2 separate regions of the Canis lupus genome follow, and region 2 is linked to region 1. Evidence: chromatin contacts called from public Hi-C data. All regions are on one chromosome and are shown on one strand. The core of a region is the stretch at or near the end of the contact, and the rest is flanking DNA. Distances in the headings are between cores, read along the strand shown. Region 1 holds the start of ARMC5 (armadillo repeat-containing protein 5). Region 2 holds the start of ZNF629 (zinc finger protein 629).

The links. Hi-C and Micro-C count contacts between places; a contact is called where the count stands out from the background.
Region 2: a contact with region 1 is called in a Hi-C map of blood, with 4 times the contacts expected there. The contact joins the promoter of ZNF629 here to the promoter of ARMC5 in region 1. A contact is called at or near these places in 2 of 9 Hi-C or Micro-C datasets (both in blood).

What each region holds. Positions count from the first base shown.
Region 1 is chr6:16,948,228-16,951,001 of UU_Cfam_GSD_1.0, reverse strand. It overlaps ARMC5 (armadillo repeat-containing protein 5), which reads left to right and starts at 1,302. Exons shown (of 6, transcript XM_038539723.1): 1 at 1,302-2,774. The coding sequence starts at 2,496.
Region 2 is chr6:17,478,491-17,481,190 of UU_Cfam_GSD_1.0, reverse strand. It overlaps ZNF629 (zinc finger protein 629), which reads right to left and starts at 1,435. Exons shown (of 5, transcript XM_038539783.1): 1 at 1,031-1,435. All of the region lies in intron 1 of LOC111096249 (a long non-coding RNA gene), which reads left to right.

The DNA of each region.
Region 1 (2,774 bases), core at 53-2,552:
AGATGGTTCTCTTTCACAGGGGTGCCTGATATCTGGTCCCATGCCTCTGGGGTGAGGCAATTGTTGCTCTTGAAATGATTAATCCCATCATTCCTTAGGCCCATGAAGGGATCTGATCGGCAGCTGCCAAAGGTGTCCCTACATCTGGAATCAGCTGGGCCAGGTAGCTCCTACCATCTAAAAACTCTCCCTCCAGCTGACATTCTGTCTCTGGGTCCTCAAAAAACATACTTAAGCCTTCTTTTTGGGGAAGGCTCTTTGAAGGCTCTACTGTCCTAATTCTTCCAGCCTGGGTTTCCCTGATTTCAGTCCACCAATCAACAGCCCTAGAGGAGCAGAAAAGAGATTTGCTTAGAGATGCTCAGGCTTCTTGAGGACTGGACCAAAGTCAGAACTGAAGTTTGGGCTGAAACTGAAGCTAGGGATATTGGCAGGGGCTGCCACCCTGGAACATCTGTTGGTGCTGGCCTAGGTTGGAGCTGCTGGCAAATACCTTGCCGCACACTGGAGGGAGACACAGGGCTTCTTACCACTGTGGGCCACCTGGTAGATGAGCACTCTGCCTGAAGCTCTTGCCACACTCAGGGCAAATGTTAAGGCTTCTGGCCTGTGTGAGTATGTTGGTGCTGCAGCAGATCTAAACTGCCTACAAAACTCTTGCTGCAACTGGGACACTTACAGGGTATCTCGCCTGTGGGCATGCATTGGTGTTTAAGGAGCTTGGAGCTGTGGTAGAAGGTTTTGTCACATTCTGAATGGGCATAGGGTTGTCCGCCCAATTGAATACACTGGTGCTCAATGAATTGGGTATGCTCACTAAAGCCATGGCCATGTTTGGGGTTGTTCTTCGCTATGCTTATGCTGGTGCCAGGCTGTACGAGCTGTTGAAGTTCTTGACACATTTACAGTAATTATAGGGCTTCTCCCCAGTGTGTGAATGCTGGTGCTTGAACAGATAAAAGCTGCACCCAGAGCTGTCACCAGATTGGGCACAGCAGTAAGGGCTTCACATCCCTGTGTGAGCGCTGGTTCTGCAACAGACTGGAGCTAAGGCTGAAGCTCTTGCCACACAGTCCCTCCAGCGGTAGGGCTTCTCGCCCCTGTGTGCCTGCTGGTGCTGGATTAGAATGGAGCGAACACTGAAAGTCTTACCACACTCAGCAGCTATAGGGCTTCCGCTGGTGCTTAATCAGGTTGGAGCCGCGGCCCGAGGCCTCCCTGCACTCTGGGAGCTTGTGAAACTGGAGGCTTGAGTGGGAAACCAGGGTGTTGCACAAGTTGGAACTGAGGCTGAAACAGCCGCCACACTCAGGCCAGGGCAGGGGTATGGTTTCTCATCCGTGTGTACATGGTGGCGCTTAACTAGTTGTGAGCCTCGCTGGAAGCTCTTGCCACACCCAGAACAATAGGGATTGATTGTCACCTGCGCGGCTGATTTGGTGGTGAAGGAGGTCAGGGCGGCAGGATGCCGTCAGTCCACACTCCCGGCACTCGAAGGCTTTGGGGACTGCAAGACGGTCCTGCCAGAGGCCTCTTCCCTGGGCCACAGCCTGACCTACATCGGTATTTCAGACCCAGCAGCATTTCCCAGGAGGCCGGCTGTCGCCGCCAGGGAGGGCCCGCTGGGATGGGCGGACCTCGGGGCTCCCCGGGATGTCCGCTTCCCCTGCCGCTCCGCGCCGTCCGAGTTCTCCTTTGCCACTTCTGGCCACGTTGACTGCATTGCAGTGAAAACCACCACCACCACCACCACCACCACCGTCTCCTAAACAGCAGCCGCTCAGCTCACAAGCGGAGCCAGGACGGGAGACACTCCGGACCCAGAGCCAGCACCGGAAACGGAAATGTCCACCAGCCCGTGCCGCTCTAGGAAGTGGCAGCGAACGGTCTCGGTAGGTTTAACCCTCTCCTTCACCTGACTGAGCAAGAGCTCCGCATCTGCGGCCGCTGTCAGGAATTTGACACTTTGGGGCCTGGCTCACGATCCTGAATCCGTCAGCGCGGAATTCGGCGCCCGGGCCATCGCTGTGGGGCGGCGAAGCGAGCTGGAAGGAAAAGGTGATCGCTGTCGTGGACACGCGGGGTGGAGGGGGTGGGGGCGGAGTGGCCGCGGCACCTGGAGCAGCACGGTACTGAGACTCCGAGGTCGGATGTCTGGGTTCTCCAAAGGGACCAGCCCACGGCGAGCCCCCTGAGAGCTTCCCCTCGGTCCTAAGCCCGGCGTGCTAAGCAAGGGGCAGACTACATATCCCAGCATGCACCGAACGCGCCGCTGGGGTGCGCACAGGGATTAGGTAACCACTACTGTCTACGTGCGTCCTGCGACTGTGCAGAGCACCGGGACCGAGAACTACAACTTCCAACTTGCAAAATCACTGCGGCGGCGCCGCTTAAAAAGCGTCAGAGGGGAGGTGCCCGGCCCCGCCCCTCTCTTCCAGTTCCGTTCCCTTGGAGGAGCGGCGAGGAGGGGGGCGGAGCCTTAGGCCTGAGCCAAGATGGCGGCTGCGAAACCGACCCTCACGGACTCGCTCTCGTTCTGCCTCGCGCAGCTCACGGCGGCGGCCGGGGAGGGTCTAGGTGGGGGAAAGGACACAGCTACCAACGAGACACCCTTGGGCCGTGCGCTCTTAGCCCTCCGCACGCGCCACGTCAAGGCAGCAGGGGGAATCGAGCGCTTCCGGGCGCGCGGCGGGCTCCGCCCCCTTCTCGCGCTGCTACGGCGAGCGGCTGCAGCGGGCCCCGCCCCGTCCCAGGCTGGCCCCGGCTCCGCCCCC
Region 2 (2,700 bases), core at 186-2,685, 530 kb before region 1:
CTCTCTGTGTGATTATCAAAAATAAATAAAAATTAAAAAAAAAATAGAATCTTCTCTCAAGCCTGCTCATCCATTCTTCTCCCTCAGTTTTAGGTCCAGATTTGTTAAGTAGTGGTGTTTGGAATTAGACCTTAGGTTAAGTCTAGGTTCTGTCACTGGTTGGGTGACCTCGGACAGGTTACCATACTAACTTTTCTGCGCCTGTTTCATGAGTAAGATGATGTACTGGAGAACCTCAAATCAATCTGGTGTTTCCCAAACTTCATTCATGTCTTACCTTCCCAACTTTTGGACATAATTGTGTACTATCTCTACTACTATTTATTTAATCTTGTCCTTTAAAAATGTTAACTCACTTTTTTTTTGGAAGCAAATTTATTCAGAAAGGAAATTTCATATCACTATCATAAAAAGGAAATACCTATCATTCATCCCAGAGTGGTAAAAACAAGTACAACAAAATCAAAGCAAGGCTATTCAATTCTAGCTGGGTATGGTTACAGGCCAAAGCTCTGAGCTGAGGCCTGGACTCTGTTTAAAAAAAGATTATCTCAGTCACAAAAGGCCATTTATGGCCTTATAGGAAATGGCAAATCTAGAGATACAAAGTAAAGTAGTGATAGTTTAAGACTGAGGGACAGGAAAGGGGGGGTTGTAATAAAAATGTTCTAGAGTTGACTATAGTGATAGCTGCACAATTCTATGAATATACTAAGAACCACTGAACTGTGGTGAACTGTATGATATGTGAACCTTATTTTAACAAAACTGTTATTAAAGGTGTTAAATCTGATTCTTTCACCTTGAGGAAAATGAAGGGATGCAGACACCTGACCCAAGCCCACTATTCTATAACCTGGCCAGGTCTGTGACACTCCCTCCCGCCCCCTTCACCTCTCAGCTTTTGCCCTTTGTGAAAGGATTTGGTCGTAAGCCCTCAGTATTCCCCCTGCCCCCCCCCCCCCCAAACAGATCTGCCAGTCAAGGGAGACAAACCTGAGCTTACAGATCTCGCTACTCAGCCACTGACCTGCATCATCATGACTTTGGAGGAAATCGCTCTGAGCCTCACTTTTCTTACTGGTAAAGGTGGATACAACAGCACCTGCCTCAAGAGGTTGTAAAGAGGGTGAGAGGAGATACTCAGGTAGGGCTCCCGACACACAGAGATGTCCTTAGACTCCCCCTGCGGCGGCCTCAGTTTCCTTGACTGTGCGGTGGGAATACAGTGGATCCCGGGCTGCAAGTAATTTGAAGAAACCGACTCTCCTCGGCCTGTCCCGGGCTCCTCACGCCCCGCCTTACAGCAGGGGAAACCAAGGCCGCCCACGGTCGAACACCGCTAGTCCGGAACTCGGGGGCAGGGAGGCGGGGGCCCGGCCTAAAGGGCCCCGGGGGGAGGCCGCCGCGGGGCGGGCCTCAGAGGCACAGTCCTCCGCCGCGGCGCCGCCGGCCTACGGGGAAACCGCGAGCGCGCGGCGCAGCGCCACAGCCAGCCAGCGTCCTTCCCGAGGCGGCGGCGCGCTGACCAGCCCCCGGGGCGCCCCGCGCCGGAAGTCCGCCCGCGGCCGCTCTAGGACTGGAGCGCGGCGCTCGGTGCCCTTAACCCCCGCGGCGCCGGGGCGGGCTCGCCCGCGCTCGGCCGCTTCGGAGGCACGCGTCCCTCCTTTGTTTCCTCGGAGCTTCACAAAAGGCTGTGAGGGGAGAGGGCCTGGGGATCCCATTCTACAGGTGAGGGCACTGAAGTCACACCGCAGCTGAACCAAAGCCCAGGCGCCTTGTTTGGAGCTGTTTTCATTTACACCAACCGCCTCTCTCGGCATCCCTTACAGTATCTTAAAAGTATACACATTAAAACCTCAACTGGGGTTATTACAGATTACCACGAGCTTTTATTTTTCTTTGGCACTGAATTTCCTAATTTCCTAGAGTGCCTGCAATCCTACCCGTGATTCTCAAAATTAAAGGTTGGAAATAACTAGTACTTTCCAAAAATTTGGTTTACATACAGCTTCTCTCGTGTGCTGCAATTGGTTCCCACTGTTCCTGACATGTTCAAGGATGCTGGACCCCAAACATGAGGAAAAGATTATTGGCTCCAAGTTTCAGATGAGGCAACTGAGGTCCAGGCGGGGACGTGACTTGCCCAAGATCACACAAGTTCATGCAAATCAATTGCATCTGAAAAAACCTCCATTCCTATCCTATCCCGACCATCCACTACCCCACAGTTGCCTCTCAGAGCTGATCAGAGGAACAAAGGAAGGGACTGGAAGAAAAGCCACTGCCAACTGAAAATCAATAAATCGTAAGGGAATGGAAAGTTAGTTATTAGGCTCTACCCTTGTGCTTATCCCCTATGGGGCCTGGGTGGCCAACCGGACACAGCCCTGCCTTCACAGGCACACAGAGACCCAGTCAACTGATGTGGGGATTCTCCCCATTGCTGAGTATGCCTATTCTAATTATGCATTCTGACACTGAGAAACAACCACAGAATGGGTTTGGGGACCCACTGGATTGTGAGATAGACCTGAGCTTAGTGAGGTTTGGGTCTCCAGGAGAACAGAGTTGAATACTATAGTAGAAGTGCAACCAGAAGGTAGAATTTTGCCAGTGGAGAAAGGAAGATGTGCTTCTTTCCTTCTTATATTCATTTGTCATTGATGAACACCTACTATTGACCAGACACTACATTAT